Regions from separate parts of the Mus musculus genome. Here regions 2 and 3 are each linked to region 1. A link is a contact called in public HiChIP or PLAC-seq and promoter capture Hi-C data. All regions are on one chromosome and are shown on one strand. Each heading gives the region's core, a stretch centred on a gene start, on an enhancer-like site or on the middle of the called end of the contact. The rest is flanking DNA. Distances are from core to core; before and after follow the strand shown. Region 1 holds the start of Sh2d1b1 (SH2 domain containing 1B1). Region 2 overlaps Atf6 (activating transcription factor 6). Region 3 overlaps Atf6 (activating transcription factor 6).

What was found. Promoter capture Hi-C pulls out the DNA fragments that hold promoters and counts their contacts. HiChIP or PLAC-seq counts read pairs in DNA pulled down with a chosen protein or histone mark.
Region 2: a contact with region 1 is called in a promoter capture Hi-C map of hematopoietic stem and progenitor cells, with 2.7 times the contacts expected there. The contact joins the enhancer-like site here to the promoter of Sh2d1b1 in region 1. A contact is called at or near these places in 3 of 39 promoter capture datasets (cranial neural crest, hematopoietic stem and progenitor cells and liver), 1 of 115 datasets of contacts at active chromatin or transcription factors (bone marrow-derived macrophages) and 2 of 9 other capture datasets (liver and macrophages).
Region 3: a contact with region 1 is called in an H3K27ac HiChIP or PLAC-seq map of the NIH/3T3 cell line, with 4 times the contacts expected there. The contact joins the enhancer-like site here to the promoter of Sh2d1b1 in region 1. A contact is called at or near these places in 5 of 39 promoter capture datasets (cranial neural crest, embryonic stem cells, liver and 1 more), 1 of 484 Hi-C or Micro-C datasets (bone marrow-derived macrophages) and 1 of 115 datasets of contacts at active chromatin or transcription factors (the NIH/3T3 cell line).

What each region holds. Positions count from the first base shown.
Region 1 is chr1:170,276,005-170,278,704 of GRCm38.p6, reverse strand. Sh2d1b1 (SH2 domain containing 1B1) reads right to left here and starts at 1,387. Exons shown (of 4, transcript NM_012009.5): 1 at 1,196-1,387. The coding sequence starts at 1,329.
Region 2 is chr1:170,707,633-170,710,502 of GRCm38.p6, reverse strand. Atf6 (activating transcription factor 6) reads left to right here. Exons shown (of 16, transcript NM_001081304.1): 16 at 416-2,870. The coding sequence ends at 624. Among named protein-coding and RNA genes, the nearest start is that of Gm23523, 43 kb to the left of the region's middle. Within about 2 kb of position 1,287, at least 87 of the 459 cell types and tissues checked have an H3K27ac peak or open chromatin away from gene starts, as enhancers often do. A contact at or near this core is called in bone marrow-derived macrophages, hematopoietic stem and progenitor cells and macrophages, where this site is marked.
Region 3 is chr1:170,740,396-170,743,203 of GRCm38.p6, reverse strand. All of the region lies in intron 15 of Atf6 (activating transcription factor 6), which reads left to right. Among named protein-coding and RNA genes, the nearest start is that of Gm23523, 10 kb to the left of the region's middle. Within about 2 kb of position 1,508, at least 31 of the 459 cell types and tissues checked have an H3K27ac peak or open chromatin away from gene starts, as enhancers often do. A contact at or near this core is called in the NIH/3T3 cell line, where this site is marked.

The DNA of each region.
Region 1 (2,700 bases), core at 138-2,637:
GTTCATCATTACCAAGACAGTATGAAGTACTCTGAACGGTGACAGTCAGAAGCAACATTCTCCTAGTGACCTTTTCCTGCTCACTTCATAGAGTTACTGTTGGGATTCAGACTCAGGAAAATCCAGCTGAGGTGTATATTTCACATATCAAGCAGACCTGGCCTCCAGGTTCTCCCAGCATCCCCCAGTCCCTTCCTAAGAACTTTCCAGCCACGGGGCTGGGCATCCCCTCCCCCAGAAGAAGCTCCTTCCCATGTAATGAACACATTTTGTTCTCCCTCCCTCTCTTCCTCCCTTTCTCCCTCCTCCTCCCTTCTCTATCCTCCCCCTCTTTCTCTCTTCTCCCCTCCCTCTCTCTCCCCCCCTCTTTCTCTCTTCTTCTCTGTCTCTATCTCTGCACATGCATGCCCATTCTCTCTCTCTTTCTCTCTTTTTCTCTTTCTTTTACTTCCTCCTCTCTTCTCTCTCTTTCTTCATGGAGACTTCCCTGACCCTAATTCCTTGGGACCAGTGGTTTCCCATACTTCCCATACTGAATTCATACTGTATTCTGAGTTAAGGCCAATCTCCCCCCCCACACACACACACACACTCTGAAGTCACCATTGCATCAATCTCTACACCTGTGAAGAGGACCCTGAATAAAGTCTTCCTCCATGTCTGTAACAGGCATGATAAAGGGTTTGGTGTTGCTCAATTTCTTCATCTATAAAATGACAATGGATCCTGCTTGTCTCATAAGAGCACAAAATAAAGGATAAAAAGAAATGAGGAAATGCAGTTTGGTAAAGCCCTTTATCAACCTGAAAGCATATGAAATCTTAGCATTTTAAATACTGCAAGTGAATGCAGCCAACCAACCTTTCATGCAATAGTAAAGCCCCCCCCGCCCCCGCCCCCGACCTTCTCCACATCACATAAAGAGGCACGCAGAGAAAATGCTGCTATGTCCGTTCTTTCTCCCCATCACCTTCTCTCCTTCCTTCCTTGTCTACCCTCTTCTGTTGTCTCAGACTCTGCTCATGTGGCATGCACAATTGAGAGAGGAAGGCCGGCAGAAGAGCTGGGCAGGGACATCCTTCTGTCCTCTCCTGGCAGTGCCTGGCCCATTCCTATTCCAAAATAGAATGAGATACAACTCCCTGAACATATGGCTGCCATCAGGGTTCGCCTGCATGAAGATGAGGATACTCACGAGACACAGAGGCACAGGGCTCCTGGCACAGACTCGCTGTCTCTTATCAGAAAGTTGCCATCCACACCTCCCTTGAGGAGCAGGGCTTCACACTCTCGCTTGGTCAGGCAGCCATGGTAGTAAGGCAGATCCATGGAGGGTTGTTATGTTTAAACCGCCCTGTCACCCTGAGATCAGTCCCAGGCCAAGGAGGTGCTGTGAAGAGGGAAGTGAAGAGGAGTGGAAGGTCTGTTCCTCCACTGTGGTCTAAACAAATGAGGTTGCTCTGTAGGGTTCAGTTTTACAAGACACAGGAAATGAGAAGGGAGGGAAATGGAGTGACCACGATACTTCAGCCTAGGGGTGGGTGGCTCAAATATGACTCACACAAGTGGGTGAGTATACCTTCTACCTGAGTCAGTGCTGTTTGTGGCTGGAGCAGCAGCACTAAAATCAAGCTCCCTAGGGACAGGTTACAGAATATCACCCCTTCTGGCTTCTGGCTTCCTAGGGGCCAAACCACTAACCCTGCTGCACTAGGTATCCATTTCTGTTTGGGCTTTTTCTGATCATGCTCTGCATTAATGGCCATCTATTCAAAAGTAAGCTTCCCTAATGAAGGTTGAGAAATGCCCTGCTCTGTGGATAGAATTGTGATAAGTCATTAAGGAGTTGGTTTAATACCATGTCCATTTAACAAAATAATAGTAGCAGGTTCTCCCCTAAGTACAAGGACCTCTCTAGCCATGGGTTCTTGGCTCCAATAATACTGTCAAGATTGAATCTCTTTTTTTGGGTGCATCCATCATAGAAGACTACTTGGATAAGTGTTTAAGCCAATAGAAAGTATTGCCAGGCAGTGGTGGTGCATGCCTTTAATCACAGCACGTGGGAGGCAGAGGCAGGCAGATTTCTGAGTTCGAGGCCAGCCTGGTCTACAGAGTGAGTTCCAGGACAGCCAGGGCTACACAGAGAAACCCTGTCTCAAGAAACCAAAAACCAAAAATCAAAAGAAAGAAAGAAAGAAAGAAAGAAAGAAAGAAAGAAAGAAAGAAAGAAAGAAAGAAAGAAAGAAAGAAAGAAAGAAGGGAGGGAGGGAGGGAGGGAGGGAGGGAGGGAGGGAGGGAGGGAGGGAGGGAGGGAGGGAGGGAGGGAGGGAGGAAGCAAGGGGGGAGGGAGGGAGTGGGAGGGAGGGAGGGAGGGAGGAGTTAAGGAAGGAAGGAAGGAAGGAAGGAAGGAAGGAAGGAAGGAAGGAAGGAAGGAAGGAAGGAAGGAAGGAAGGAAGGAAGGAAAGAATTTGTTACCTAGCCAGAAAATACACTGGGTGTTTGGGATCCCAGTGTATCCCTGAGCATTTTGGGGGGTGTGACTTTTTAAGAACAAAACCACATCCTGAGTTAACACACTTTAGAAAGAACAGTTAGCTTGAAGCAGACATACAAAGTGCAGAAGGCAAGGTTAGTACCTTTAGAGACTTTACCAGATCTATGGACTTTAAAGGATTAGGTCTTTATTCTGTATTGGCC
Region 2 (2,870 bases), core at 38-2,537, 430 kb before region 1:
GAGAAGAGGAGGGAAGTAGGAGTAAGAAAGAAACGATAGGGTTTGAGGCTGAGATGTAGAGGAAATCCTGTGGAGACAGTGGCCTCAGATGAACAACTAATGCACAAAAGTGCAAGGGATTTCAGTAGGGAATGTGATGAGCAGAAGACATAGGGCCTTAGTATTTCTTCTTTGTTGGGATGATGGGATAGGTTTCTTCCTCCTCCTCAGTTTTCTTGTGTATCAGTCTCCACAGGTTGAGGGAAGGGTACAGCTCTTACTGAACCAGTGAAGACTCTTGGAGAACTAAGTTGAGGAAAGGGCAGGGCATATTGGCACGCAGATGCAGAAGCTGATAAAGCTCTGTAGCCTTGCAAGTGTATTGACTGCTCCCACCCTGAACCCTCTGTTGAATCCTGTGTCTGCTCCTCTGCAGATAATGTGATCAATGGGCAGGACTATGAAGTAATGATGCAGATTGACTGTCAGGTGATGGACACCAGGATCCTCCACATCAAAAGCTCCTCGGTTCCCCCTTATCTCCGGGATCATCAGCGGAACCAAACCAGCACCTTCTTTGGTTCCCCTCCAACAACCACAGAGACGACCCATGTGGTCAGCACCATCCCTGAGTCGTTGCAGTAGTGCCCGAGCTGCGCTGGACAGCAGAGACTGAAGAGCTGGTGAAGATGCTGCTCTCTGCCTCTTCGGCAAGCAGAGACTTGCCTTGTACGCAACTCCAGGGGAAGAGGAAGAGAGAACAGGAAGTGCGCTGCTTGTCACCGTCCACCCAGTGGGGTGGAACATGCTAGCGAGCAATTCTCTGGTGGCAGTGCAGCCCTGTGGGCAGTGTCGCCTGGTGTTGGTTCTGCTGTGTCATCTTTAGTGCTTTTCTCAATGTGTGTTTGGTTCTCAGTTATCTTCCTTCAGGTCAGACCCACTTCCTCTTCTGTCCACTGCACTTCCTGGTGCAGTAAAGAGATTTGTATTTAAAGCTTTAGAACACATGCTCATGTGGTTTCCACCAATTGGCTTTCTCTCTCCTTTGGTTCAAATCCATTCTGAATGTTATACTTGAGAAAACACATTTCAAAAAACCGAGCAGCCAAAAACATCCCACAAAGAGTCAAAACAGTTTAGAGTTTGGGTAAAGGGATTATCTCCAGTTGGTAAGAGTTTATTTTTACTTGTGATTTGTGGTTCAGCCCTGGACAAATAACTGTTGTGGGGGTCACAGAGTGAGCCACACACTGGAGACAAGGGAAGGGAAGGCCAGTGGTGGAATGTAAGGGGAAGTGACTCCATTTTCATATGTATTTAAACACAGAGTTCCTGTGGCCTCGGTAAGCTCAGAGCTATAGCCACCCTCAGTGTTGGAACTCGGCTAATCAGCAGAGATCTTCAAAGATCTCAGGGCACATGCTTGCCTCTCATTGTGGACCCTCAGCCCAGAGCATACTCCTGTGAAACCAGACTCAGCAAAGGGACTTGGAGGTCACTAGGCTTAAGCAAGACTAGAGAGTTTCCCTTAAGGACCAACAGTGCACAGAGCAAGCATGGCTTCCCAGAGAAGCTGCAGCACAGTATGGTGAAGTTCTCAGTTTTTCCAGTGGAAAGATGATAAAGGAATTAAGCTCTCTTTGTTGTTGCTATGGCTGTGAACATGGCTTTAATCCTAGCACCATTTGGAAGGAAAGGCAGGCTTTGTTTGATATCAGCCTGGCCTACATTTCAAATTCCAGGACAGGACAGCTAAAGCTATATAAAGAACCCACCTCAAAAAATAGATGAATGAATAAATGAGTAAATAAACAAATACAAACAAAAAGCAAAGTTATGTTCACATATATTTTATTGTATTTTGCCTGCTTCCTTCACCATAGCAAGCAGCCACATTTCTATTGCACTGTACATTGTACGTTACAAGTTCACAGAAATGGATGCCAGGACTCATGTCAGTCATGTGCTGCCTCCCTTCCCAGGATTTCAGCAGGTTCTCATAGACTCTTCCCAGCTGGCTTGCCATTGTCAGGTGGTCCCATTCCAGTAAGCACAATGGCGGCTAAGTCCTCTTCTCTCTACAAGGAGTGACACACAGTCAGGTCATCTTTTGCCTGTGGCCCCATTATGCCTGGCACTGTTCACCAACAACTGTTCCCTGGACAGCACTGCTGCCATCTAAGCTAAGGTGAGATGTTTTCAGGGCAGGGCCATTCTTGCTGAATTCAGTGCCGCAGTCCATCCTGATTGGCTCTCGGGTGATTTTCAGACAAGACCTGTTTGTCCCGGGGGCTGGTCCTCTAATGGGTGCCAAGGAGAAGATACCAAATACATGGAGTACCTTTAGGAGTAGCCATTTGTGGGGGAGGTGGGCTACCCTGTGGCCATGTCCTTCCTGCCTGTGAAGCAGCTCAACACGAGGATGTGACTGTGGCTGTGGACAGAGGCAGCACACGCATTCCTGATGCTGATCTGCTGAGACACGAATAGAATCTGCAGTGACTCCAGTGTACCAGTGCCTCAGATCAAAGACCTCAATAGTGTCACGTTTGCTAAGGCTGATGCCTCTCCTACAGGTAACAGTGGGGATGACCGTTGGAAGGCACAGCCAAAGAGCAGACAGAAGTTAAGGTGGCCACAGCACAGGTCAGGGATCCAAGGAGCTGGGGAGGACTGCTCAAAACTAGTCTGGAAGCTTGCCTTCTCTGCTCCTGCTGACCATCAGGTCCTGTCATTACCACTCTCAGGTCCGTCTTATGAGATGAGGAATGGGGCCCTCCTCAGGGGAGAGTTTCAGAAATGAGGGAAAGGCAATTATAGATAGAAAGAAGTATCCTGCCATTTAAATTGCTGAAAGAGCTAGAATCCCTGGGCTCGGTAGTTTGTATCTT
Region 3 (2,808 bases), core at 259-2,758, 460 kb before region 1:
TTTGGTCTGAGGACAGCGTGAATCTGTCTACTTCAGCCCTTTTGGAAGACTGAAATAAGCCTAATGTAAACCAAGCATTGCCTGCAGAAGCCAGTTCATCAAGGCCTTGTATGAGATATTATGGAGTTTGATTAATCCTGTGAATTTGAGGAGCTACTAAGACTTTGAACAGGGAGGAAGCAAAACCAGTGTGTGTAGAAGATATCCCTAAGGCTCACGGATGCATGAGGTGTACAGGGAACATTAAAGAGGAGGGGCTGGAAAAGATGCAGAGGCAGACTGACAGGGAGAAGGGCTGCAGACTGCATCCTCCGGGCAGGATGCACTCAGCCTTGGCAGCCATAACCTTGCTGCAGCAGCTGTGGTGCCTGCATTGTGTCTACACAAAAATGAATTGAGGAGGGGCTCAGGGGTTCCCTACACCTTCCTGCTAAACTATTTGCCACTGATAGACTCAGGGAGAGGGCATTTCCTCAGTTGTCTACCCACTAGTGATCCTATAAGGTTCTAATGGATCGTTCCAATCCAGTGTTCACACAGATGTCCTTGATTAAACTAAATGGGTCAAAAAGAGAACTGAAAGTCTTGAATCTGGGAAAGAACCTGTTGAGGTATTGATGGTATTGTTAGGAGGAAGTTGGGGAGGGAAGAGAATAATCAGATTGTGTTATATACGTGTTTGAAGCTGTCAAAGAGCATACTTAGTAATACTTAGAAAAGATTTCCCTAACAACAGTATAAAAGATTGTAAAGGATGGTGCTTTTACAGAGACTACAATTGGGGAGTTATCCTCTAGGCAAAAAAGAAACAAAAAAGATGATAATTCATCTCAGCAAAAACAATTTTTATACATATGAGTTATCTATTTCCTAATTCACAAGTTGCCCCTAAACCTACTGGTTTAAAAGAAGAGATCTTATCCACCCTGTGCCTGAGGGTCAGGGAGCTTAGCAGCCTGGTTCTAGCTCCAGGTATCTCTTGAGCTTCCAGTTCAGATGCTGTCTGGATCCAGAGATGTCCCTGGGTCTAAATGATGTGCCTCCAAATTCACCTACATGGCTGTTGGTCTCCCCTGGGGCTGCTTATGGCATCACTTCCCTCAAAGCAACTGATCCATGAGAATGAGAAAGGTTCCCCTCCAACCTCACACACCGCCATTCCTCCTGCATGTTTATGGTTACCTAGACCAGCCACGCTTGTCAAGTCAGAAATACTCTGATGGATTATGGAGATAAAAAGGACAGAATAAGTCACATAAAAACTATTCTATTAGTCATTTCTTCCAGCTTCTTCTTGCCTAGAACAAATAAATAAAGCATTTGCTTCACTAAAAACCAAATTAAATCCCCACTATAAATGTTAAATTCCTTTGCAATTATTGCTTAGTTTGATGCCATAAAATAGAATAATTTGGTTCCACTTTTGTTTTTAGTGTAATGTTGTTGTTGCAGCTCAGTGTGATTCATGCCTCAGAGTCAGTAGCTTTCCTGGGAAGCAGGACACATGGAGATCATAAGGAGTCGTAGAGCTGGGAAGCATAGTCTAGCAGAGCTCCCTGATAGACAAATAAGGAGAGGCATAAAAAGATGCTGGGTGGTAAAGAGCGGATCCAGCCCGGCTACTTGAATTGCTGAGACTAGAACACATTCTTCCAGGTCCCAGGACACAGCACTGCAGCTAAGTGACACAGCCATCTGTTCACATCACTGAAAGCACACAGAAGAACAACTTAGTGTTTGCTGAGGGCAAAGATAAATATATTAGAAGCTATTTCTGTCATCTGTTGGAAAATCATCTCATTGTGATATTGATTACTGTGTGACTCTGAGATAATTTAATACATGAGTAAGTACATAAGAAAATCATAGCACTGCTACGCCTTTTATGGTTTTTTTTTAAAGCAGGAGCAACTTACTTGACAGTAAAGTATTTGTATCAGTTTTTTTCATTTTAAAGAATGAGCAAGGCTCCATGAAAAGGACTGTGAGCGAATTATCAGAAACATGAACTGCACTGTTGGAGCAGTCAGATGGTAGGAATAGATAATGCTGATCACTCACAATAGTCATGAGGTTTAAAGTATTTTTTTAAATAGAATGTTTGGTTTTTGAGAATTGCTGACTATCTATTGCATAGTTTGGGGGTTTAGGGGTAAAATATTTTGTTAATTCAACCTTATTACAAAGGATTATAAGATCTTTTAAATTTTTGTTAAAAGTAGTCATATATATTATGACACATAAACTGTAGGGTAATCCAGTAAATGAACAGAAAGTAATTCAAATACCTTAAGATCCATAAAACTTTACTTTAAGAATCATTTATACCTCTCTTCCAGGCCCCCGTCTGCCCCATCCATATCACGGCTCTAGCTAAAGTGACTCACATTGACTCCCAGACTGGACCCTCCACCATCTACCCACAGTAGCTTTCCTTTTCCTCTTCTTGGACTTCATCAGCCGTAAGGGGCTGTTTTCCAACCTCTGCAAACCTAGGGTGATGGCAGAACACATGGTAGGATGCAGGGTACCACTGATGATGGATCCTTCATTGATAGTAATTCTTCTCCTGAAGGCCCAGACCCTTGGTACCTAAACTACAATGAGGATCAGTGTTGACGCTGTCATGAAGCATCAATAGATTAGGGTTTTAAATTCAGGTTTAAATCTCCCCTTTTAAGCACCCACTATGTGCATTAAATATATTTCTGCATCTGTTGGTCCTCACAGAGACTATTACAAGGTAGGTATTAGCCATACTTAACTATTAAGATAACTAAGAAGGTTCAAATGACCATAACTGGACTT